Regions from separate parts of the Cyprinus carpio genome. Here region 2 is linked to region 1. The links are chromatin contacts, called in public Hi-C maps. All regions are on one chromosome and are shown on one strand. Each heading gives the region's core, a stretch centred on a gene start, on an enhancer-like site or on the middle of the called end of the contact. The rest is flanking DNA. Distances are from core to core; before and after follow the strand shown. Region 1 has its middle 26 kb from the start of trib3. Region 2 holds the start of maf1a (repressor of RNA polymerase III transcription MAF1 homolog).

Region 1 (5,218 bases), core at 907-3,406:
AGTGTGGGACCATGCCAGAAGCGTTGAGTCTCTCTCACTGAGAAACAATCAGCAAAACTATTTGTGGTCAACCGAAACACAGCCCTTGGCCTGCTGGAGAAATTTCCACATGCACAAACACTATTGTGTAATCTGCACATACTGCAGCTTTGTAGACAGGCTCACATTTATTCCATACAACATAAACAGCACTTATAAAGAGCTGCAGGTAATGTAATTTAATCTGTAATCATAGGACATTTTTTAAACACTAAATTCTAAATAGATCGGAGTGATTATGGAAGGTAGATATCAAAATAAATATTACTTGTTTCACTTATTTTTTCAACATTTTTCAATACAACATGATGTATTTTTTTAATTTTTTTTGAAAGTGTGTGTGTAGTGCTTTTGTTGAAAGCTATTTTGATATTTAAAAACAACATTCATATTCTACACCTTCGTATTCTCATTTTTGATATCACCCTGCCTTCCGTTCTTTCCTAATGAACGTGACTGTATTCTCCTGCTCATTGTCAGGGGGCTGTATAAAGCATTTATGCTGGCATTTTGAGAGGCAAAACATTATTATATGCTCCGCATCAATGTAAATGGCATTTGGGGAATAACTGGTGGGTGAGGTCATGATTTGTATTTCCTTTTTCAGTGTGGGACCATGCCAGAAGCGTTGAGTCTCTCACTGAGAAACAATCAGCAAACTATTTGTGGTCAACCGAAACACAGCCCTTGGCCTGCTGGAGAAATTTCCACATGCACAAACACTATTGTGTAATCTGCACATACTGCAGCTTTGTAGACAGGCTCACATTTATTCCATACAACATAAACAGCACTTATAAAGAGCTGCAGGTAATGTAATTTAATCTGTAATCATAGGACATTTTTTAAACACTAAATTCTAAATAGATCGGAGTGATTATGGAATGTAGATATCAAAATAAATATTACTTGTTTCACTTATTTTTCAACATTTTTCAATACAACATGATGTATTTTTTTAATTTTTTTTGAAAGTGTGTGTGTAGTGCTTTTGTTGAAAGCTATTTTGATATTTAAAAACAACATTCATATTCTACACCTTCGTATTCTCATTTTTGATATCACCCTGCTTCCGTTCTCTTTTTTAAAAGAAAAACATGAAGAAGCACTTGAAATAATATTTTTTAATATATTATTTTTTAGTTATATATTAATTTAATTTAATTGTTTAAATTTTTTATTAAATTAACATTCACCAATAAAGTGTTGTATTCTGGCCAAGTGTTGGCCAATAGTCGTATTCTGTTTATAACTGTATTATACATTTTCATATCCCATTTCTTACATTCTTATTTCTTATTTTTATTTTATTTTAGTTTAATTTCACATATTAATATTTTCCTTATTTTAAAACTTTAAATATATATAAAAAATAAATAAATGTGTTTTATCACCTCCCATGTGATCATAAATAATACATTTTATTGCTTATAATAGCACATCTCTCCTCATAATCTGAAGTGTCTTTTGTGTCTGTGGCATAAATGGTAAAGGATTAGTGTTTGGGATAGTTCTGATCCTTAAGCATGAGGAATAGCAACAGCACTGCTTATTTCAGCATGCACCACTATTAAATGCACAAAGATTAGAAATAAAAATGCTTCAAAGAGTTTTAGATTAAATATAGTGTGCTATACCACAGGACTCTCTATCACTGATTGAAATTTGATGTCAATTACCCACTTGCTGAGATATGTGGAGAGTAGGTCAGCATGTGTATATATGAGACAGGATGCCTTCGGCTGGGAGTGCCGCCAGGTTTGTTGCTCATGGAAAATAGTCTTGGAAGGTGTGTATTCAAGGCAATGTCCAGATGTTAATTTTAATTTATTTATAGATTTTTTTTTTAAGCATGTGCATGTGGGCTATGGTGGACATGCATGTGTCCATATGTTCTTTTTACTGCATCTGTGTGTTCCACTGGCACTTTTGATCTTGCGAATGTGAATATGTGTGTATTTATACTGTACCTCTAAAGAGCCCACTGATTGCTCAACATCCTCTCAGGTCATGTGAAATGTGAGCGGAACAGAGCACAGGATGTGCAGCCCTGGCCCTCAGCGTGCAGTCAGAGCACACACTCACTCACTCACTCTCTCACTCAGTCATTTACATGCTCACTCACTCATTTTTGTTTCCACCCTCCCTCCCACTCTCTCCTCGCCTCTGCCTGCGCCACTGCACTGCTACACATGACATAATGGGCCTATTATTGTGCCATTTTGTTTGAGTGTGACTTCAGCACATTCAGCCCTGATAAGGAAGGTGTTTGTGTTGGGACATCATGTTAAATTTGCTTCTGTACACACCTGTATGAGGAAGAGAGTGACAATGAGGGTAATTCCTGTTATGTAGTACCTGTTATGCACAAAGGTCACCTACTCACTGAACCAGACACAAAATTAATTTTAGATCACCAGTGCTTTTAATGATCTTGGTGATTTTATCATACAAGTTTTTAAGAAAAAAAAAAATCTTGTTTTGTGTTATTTAAAATTATTCAGTATAATTATTTAATTTTTTTTTAAATGATTTAAAATAAATACAAGTCTTATAAATGCAGGTCTGTGTTTGCATATCCTGTATTCTACATTTTTAAATACAATTTTTAGTTCTTGCTTGTGTCAGTTTGATCTATTAGTAGGTGTAATTCTTAGATCATTTTTAATAAATGAATAACTTTAAAAATAATACAATTTAATAAAAGTACTTATACTATATGATTACTATAAACTCATACTTGTAAATTAAATTAAAAATGAAAAAAAAAAAATACAATTATAAACCAAAGACTTTTTCATTTACTATTTTATCAAATATATTAAAATATATATCGTGAGGATGTGGAGTGACACGTGATCATGTATGCTCTATGAATCAGTCAAAGTACTGATGTAGCAGTTACTGCAGAATAGAGCATTAATCTCAGACCAGCGGAAACAAACTCATCGTGATTACAGGGTGATGATACACTGAGTTCCGCACACAAAAAACACCCTCCCTCACCCAACATAGACACACCCATCACCCACACAAACTACCCTTTCTGCTTATTAGTGAGCTACTTCCTGACAGGAGCGGTCGGGCTTCAGCAGGATGCAGGATGTGGTGGGGGCCGTGGTGAGGGGTGTGTGGTCATGTGTTTTTGTGTGTGTGTGTGTGTATGTGTGTGATAGAGTGAGAGAGAGAGAGAGAGTGAAAGAGTGTGTGTGTGTGTGTGTGTGTGTGTGTGTGTGTGTGTGTGTGTGTGTGTGTGTGTGTGTGTGTGTGTGTGTGTGTGTGTGTGTGTGTGTTATTATAAGAAGCAGCTCTGAGGCTTTCCTGTTCACATGAGAAGTCAGTGGGGAAAATGGGCATCCAAAAGTTCAACTCAATACTGACCCCTTCAAATGAATCACTCTCATTTTCCTCTCTTACACAAGGCATCAGCAGACCCTCAGGATCAGGGCTGTGTGCAGAACAGACACCTTCAAGTTTTTAGAAGGGGGAGAGTAGACAAATCCCCAAGGCAGATGGGTTTTAATTGTAAAAATCATTTTGAAGCACCTTATACGCTACAAACATATACAAAGCCTTTAAATTTGTCCTGGTAATCCTGAATTTATTGGACTATGTGATGGGAATGTGACCCACATGACCTACAACCTTTTGCATTACATGATTTGATAATAAAAATATGTTAGGGATTGACATGCAGGTCAAGATTTTAATTCAGTTTACTTATTATCATGCATTTACTACCATCTTGTGGTTTAAGATAGAAAACACTGGCCTCTTTGAATGCATACTATACATTGTAGATTTTGAATTTTCTTGTCAAATTCATTTTTTATTTTTTTTATTTTTATTTTAAAAAACCATGTAAAGTAAGTTATACATTATTGTTGTTTATTCATTTTACTTTTTAAATTAACTATTTTTTAAATTGCATTTAAGACCCTTGGTTTTGTGTTTATTATAGTATTTGATAATTTCACAAGTGATTGATAAACGCTTGACACAAACACCTAGCAGCCATTAATGCTATTCAAAAGCATAGAATGTCTAAACTTTTTCATTCATTTCATTTAATTTATCTGAGATTTGTAATTGATTATGATTACAAATATATTTAATACTAATTTAATAAAAAGTACTATTGTGGAATATTTAAACTGTTTTCTATTTTAATATATTTTAAAATGCAATTTATTCCTGTAATGGCAAAACTGAATTTTAAGCAGCCAATTCTCCAGTCTTCAGAGTCTAGGTCTTTTCCAGCTGAGAATACTGTAACCAGGACATAAGTAAATGCAGCTGGTAAAGTCACTGCACAGCATTTAGACTTTCCTTTTTAAAGGAAGAAAGGCTATTCCAATTACTGTCATGATTAAAAAAAAAAATACAATTATTTAAAAAGCATCTATCTCTCGCAAGATAAGCAAGGTATGGTATAGTATTAATGCTTTGTTATTTAATCTTCTGTGCTAATTTGTGTCTACATTTTCCATTCATAGTTTATATTTAGCAATATAATGACATGGATGTGGAAAAAACTGACTACAGATTTAAGATTTAAAATACTGAAATCATGGACAACTGAAAAGCATGTGTAAATGGGGGTAAATAGCTGTTCTGTTTATTAAAAGTCAGATTTTTTAAATTATATTTTTATATTTACCATACAATTTTCTTGATGATTCGTTGGGCTTTTCCATGGTTAAGTCATAAAATCTTTGGTGATGTACTGTTCATTGTCCAGTCACTGTCTGTCTTTTATGTTCCAGGAGAGAAGTAGATGGGGCCTTACCCTAACAAGCCCACAGCCACAACATGATCACTACTCCTCCATACTTAATATCCATATTCAACAGCAAGCACACACACAAACACACAGATTTACATTTAAAGGGGACATTTAATGAAGATTTCAAACAAGCAGCCAGTTTGTTGAGTCTTAAACTGTCATCCAGTGAGAAATTTCAATTTGCAGCCAGTTTCTATGTAGATAGAGAGCTATTTGAATAAGACCACCTCCGAGCCACATGTTACAGACACTTCATGAAGGCCCTAAAGAATCACCAACTTGTGGAAAATGGTTTGGCATTCGGTGGCAGCTGCCACCCTAAGAAAATACTTTGCCCATCTGCCACCTCAGAATCATGCAGAACTAGTTTGTGTTTATTATGTTCATGAATAA
Region 2 (5,218 bases), core at 1,118-3,617, 35 kb before region 1:
GCACACAAATCGGGGCAGCCCCGATTAATATCAGACATGTTTGATATTTAGGGTTTAAATCAGGATGATGATGGCGATGGCTATATGATTACATCAGTACTTTCACAGCCAATCCTCAAAACAGCTGATGTACGGCTCAGTTGGATAGTGGAGACAGAGGAAACTGTTTCTTGACATTTATAATGTGTTGAAAACACATCACAACTGTAAGGAGAAAGAGAAGCGCTGGAGTGAAATCGCCTCAGTTTTGAATGCACCGGGTGAGTGCAGAAAGCTGCTAGCACGCTAGCTAACATATGTAAACAAATATCAGTGACGATCTGCTGCATGAGATCACATGAGGCGCTCCCTCTGGCTTGATGATCTTAATGATATCCTGTAGTGTGAGCCAGGCTTTAGGGATAAAAATCTACCTCAGCTTCTGCTCTAAACTGTAGGGAGCCCTTTTACATCACTACAAGGTTCCAGTTAACAACAGAGCCAAAACTTAAATTCAATTACTATTTATTTTGAGTGGCATAAATTTGTTTATTTAAACAAGTGAGGCGATTATACAGTGACCATGTCAAAGAGCACCAAGACGGCATTTATTGTCTGAATGTCCTGAAAAAATTTAACGATTTATTTGGTACACATGTGTACTGAACCGAAAGACCCGTACCGAAAATTCAGTACGAATGTGTTTTGTTACATCCCTTATTTATATATATATATATATATATATATATATATATATATACATACACGCACACAGTATAATGAATTATTAGTAATATTCATTTACATAATTACTTCGTTTTTATATATCTTCTGTTTTGTGGTTTTTTTTTTTTCCTTTGTAGCCCTGTGGTCAAAACACCCAGCATGCGCTCTCGGCGGTCCAGCACCACTACTGGTCGTGCTCCTCTTGTTACCAGTTCATCAGTGGATGACTTTGAAGACCTGTTAGATGAATTTACTGACGATCGGCTTGAGGATGACTTGGAATTGGATTCGGGCAAGGGAGAGGACGACCTTCTTTTAGAACTCTCAGAAATGATTGACAGTTAGACATGAGGGATGTCATCCGTTTTCTTACAAAAACAGTGCCACTATGAATTTGAAAGGACTGTGACACCATTTGATCCACAGCATTTTAAATTAAGACTTTTTACTTTCAAGCTCTAATCGATCTGTTTTAATGTTTCTTTTAGTTTTTTTTCTTGTCAATGTAAATATGATTTCTTCATCAAATAGTGCTTGAGAAACACTAGTTGTGCTGTACAGGTCTTGTCCTCTTGTTTGCTTTTAGTTGACTTCCTAAAACTGTCAAAAAAAGAGGAAAAAATCTTATTTAGCTGTTGCAGCTATTAACAAGCCATTGTAAGGCAGCTTCAGGTATAATGATTTTGTTGGACGTTGTTATAGCACTATCACTCATGTGTTACAGAGACAGGAAGTTTTCAGTTGTGTACTGTGTATGCTGAAAAATTGCTTTTTATTAGAGAGGCACATCAAGGCCACACCTTTCTTAGTCTTCTTTTTGAGTCACATGTATTTGTTCCATTAAATGTTCTTTGGACATCATTATCAGCGCTGTTTTAACAGGTCATTTTTGCTTACCTTTGATTTAGTTTAGGCAAAACATTTTATGGTCCTCTTCTTTGATGATCTGACAGATAGCTGAAGGTCATTGCTCACCTTTCTTCATTTCTGCATGAAACATGTAAATATGAAGCAGTGTTCTCAGGGAAAATACTTCAGCTTTGCTAACCTGTATGTTTTGTATTCTTTGGAAATGTCATGGCCATCCATGTCTTCTTTCTTTTTATTCACCTTAATTGAGTGTCATCATGCATTAAGGGACTGGGATGTGAAAATGTCATCTTTACTGCGGCGTCTGTCTTCAGATGAGTTGTACCTCTTCAAAACCACCTTTGTAAATAAAATGTCTTTATGAGAAAATATTGTTTCAGTTTTTAACAGGGTTTATCAAGTAAGCATTATAATATGTAAATGCTAAGTATTTAACAACTTATATTTTATGACCTTTAAAATCCTTAAGTGTGTCATTTAAGTCTCTAGATGTTTTTCTTAGATGCACACAACAATAGAAAACATGCACTACGATTACAGCTTAAGAATATTTAAATTCAGAAATGCAAAAGTATACGAATGCGCTTGTAAAAAATAAATAATTTGTTTTGCCATGATTTTGATGCTTTATCACTGATGTTTCGTCATTGCAAGCCTCGCGGAAATTATATTATAAGTTTCTTTGTTATGATTTAGGGAAAAAGAGAAGCGCCATTAAACCCCAAGCCAGCAGTTGGCGGTAAACATGAAACGCTTGTATCACTATGACATCCTGACTGAAAAAAAAAAAAAAAGGAAAAAGAAAACTGCGTATTACTGCGACCGAAAACGGCAACACAAACACTCGTCCTCTGCTGTTGTCATTCCTCCACACAAATAGACAACCATAAACCGAGGATTAAGGCTTTTATAAGCCTTGGAATTCTCCTCAAGTTCTGATTCAATAGCTGGGATGCATAATTTCCCTCTAAATTTTAGCTTGTTTAATGGCAGGTATTGGAAATTTCACAGTAAAAAGGAAGATATATTTATTAGACATAGAAGTACATTAAGCAACCGGAGAAGATTATTTACGCGGTCGTAAGAATCTGCAAGGGTGGCTTATTTTTTATTTTTTTAACATTTGAATGTAATAGAGAGCCGTTCGTTTTTAAAGGAGCTTCTGTAGGAGAAATCGAGGTTAGTGGTTATTTGGTTATAACCCAGTATTGGCTAGTTGTTTATTATTGATATATTTCTGTTTGAGCCGTATATTCTCCAAACTAACGTGCTAAACATTGTTTTGGTTTGGTGTAACGGCGGAATAACAGGCCGATGGTTGTTTATCAAAGAAACTGACATCTAGCGGCTGTAAAGAGTAATTGCAATTCTGTCAGTATATTTAATAAAGTTGAATAGACCATGAAGCTCCTGGAAAACTCAGGTTTTGAGGCCATAAACAGTCTGCTCACTATTGAAACGGGAGATTGTAAGATAATTGGACGGTAAGTGATCAATACTTGGTTTTATATACAACATTTACATATATGAACATTTAAAGAGGAACTGAGTAAAGCATGTTATTCACACTGTTCTGCTGTCAGAGTGTTATTTGAAGCATTTGTTTTCTAATGACACCGCTGTGATGTTTCTGTAGTATTGAGAGCTACTCCTGTAAGATGGCAGGTGATGATAAGCAGATGTTTAAGCAGTTTTGTCAGGAGGGGCAACCGCATGTGCTGGAGGCTCTGTCTCCTCCGCAGAGCTCAGGAATCAGCCCCAACAAGTAAGTCAACATCTTTTTTTTGAGGTACCCCCTCACTTACACACAATACAATACATGTCTTCCACAAAGTCATTGCACATACTGAAATATGTTTTACTTTCAGACTGAGTCAGAGTTTGGATGATGGGGAGGGTCCTCTTTCAGACAAGTGCAGCAGAAAGACGCTTTTTTACCTGATCGCCACTCTCAATGAATCCTTCCGGCCGGACTACGACTTCAGTCGCACCAAAGGCCACGATTTCAGCAAGGAGCCCAGTGTTAATTGGGTAATTTTGATGTTAAATTGTTACAATTTCTGAAACAACACATGCACTCGTTCTTATATATATTGAATAGGGCATTATAAAATTATTGTAAAACATAATTCATGATTTCCGCAGGTGTTTAATGCAGTGAACAGCAGTTTGTCTGCTGCTGCGGGTGAGGTGTACAGTCACCTACAGCCTCAGTTATGGGAGGCTCTAGACAAGGAGATCAGCCTTGCTGAATGTGACATATACAGGTAGATATTCTGCTTTTAAAATCCGTGTTCAGTCAGGCTTGCCTAAAATTTAATGAATGCTTTTGAATAGTATTTGTTTGAATGATACAGCACTAAATTATTAAGTAAGCTCTGATTGCATTCTGTGACAGCTACAATCCAGATCTGGATTCCGACCCTTATGGGGAAGAAGGCAACCTGTGGTCCTTCAACTACTTCTTTTATAACAAACGACTGAAGAGGATTGTGTTCTTCACATGCCGTTCTGTCAGGTGAGAATCTTTATGTCAGGTAGAAAGCAAATCAGTAATGAAAGGCAATGATTTTATTACACATAGCGTATTATGTTATGTGGGGGTGGAAAAACACTTTTTTTTTTCCCGCATGGTTGCATTAAATTGATCAAAAGTGGCAGTAAATACATTTATAATTTACGAAAGATTTTTATTTAAAATAAACGCTGTTCTTTTAAACTTTAAACTAAAAAAGCAATATGGTTTCCACAAAAATACAGAGTAGCACAACTGTTTTTAACATGGCTAATAATAAGAAAAGTGTCTTTAGCACCCAACTGAGCTCGGAATTTTTGTGTTTGGGATCCTTTAGTCTTTTCATGGCTCCACGAGACTCTGGCATCGGCACTGAACTGGATCTGGAGTTAGATGAGGGCAGCTATGAGGAAGAGGAAGAGGGCAACATGGATGAAGAGAGGTGAGGAACTATGCAAACTACACCGTTAATATTTATCACTTTTCTAGGAAGTACTGCATCATGAACACCCACGGCTGTTGCGTTATCATCATTCAGATTTGACAGACAAATGACTGCAAATAAATCATGTGGTTCCAGTGTATTTGCTAGTGGAGGGCCAACAGCCAAAAGTAACATTGCAGTGTAACTGTAAACCATATTACTCTGATATTACCAGACTGACAAGCAGCAGCTTGTGTCCTTGAAGTCAGTGATGGATTGCTGGGTCTTTCCACAGGTATGGTGCATTGTGTGCCTGATGAAGCCCTCCTCCCTGTCATCTGAAGCCAGCATCTCGCGCCTGAGTTTTAATTGGCTGTTATTCTTTTTTGTTTCTTATTCCATTTTATATGTTGTTGGTCATTTCTTAAGAATGAAGAGATGTGTTAATCCAGAGAGTGCTATTCATTGCACTTAAGCATTTTCCTTTACTTTTCTGTATACTTTCCATTGCATTCTCTTAATGTTCCTTTGTGTGGGAACGTGTGATATGTTAGGATATTTTTACTTGCCATTTTACATTTCCAAAGAAGTAATTTTATCTGAGTGCAAGTATATAAGGGTTATTCTCCCTGTCTGTTTTCTCCCTCCCCGGGGTATTTTTTGTTTGTTTGTTTGTTTTGTTTTTGTTACTCAAACCGCATTCA

The links. Hi-C and Micro-C count contacts between places; a contact is called where the count stands out from the background.
Region 2: a contact with region 1 is called in a Hi-C map of skeletal muscle, with 3 times the contacts expected there. The contact joins the promoter of maf1a here to the enhancer-like site in region 1. A contact is called at or near these places in 6 of 8 Hi-C or Micro-C datasets (liver, red blood cells and skeletal muscle).

What each region holds. Positions count from the first base shown.
Region 1 is chrB11:15,890,524-15,895,741 of ASM1834038v1, reverse strand. No RefSeq gene overlaps it. Among protein-coding and RNA genes, the nearest start is that of trib3, 26 kb to the left of the region's middle. Within about 2 kb of position 2,156, at least 2 of the 8 cell types and tissues checked have an H3K27ac peak or open chromatin away from gene starts, as enhancers often do. A contact at or near this core is called in skeletal muscle, where this site is marked.
Region 2 is chrB11:15,925,714-15,930,931 of ASM1834038v1, reverse strand. maf1a (repressor of RNA polymerase III transcription MAF1 homolog) reads left to right here and starts at 2,367. Exons shown (of 7, transcript XM_019123041.2): 1 at 2,367-3,059; 2 at 3,212-3,340; 3 at 3,444-3,606; 4 at 3,721-3,842; 5 at 3,974-4,093; 6 at 4,428-4,532; 7 at 4,810-5,218. The coding sequence starts at 2,977. The coding sequence ends at 4,831. It overlaps zc3h11a (zinc finger CCCH domain-containing protein 11A), which reads left to right. Exons shown (of 17, transcript XM_042734184.1): 17 at 843-1,944. The coding sequence ends at 1,050.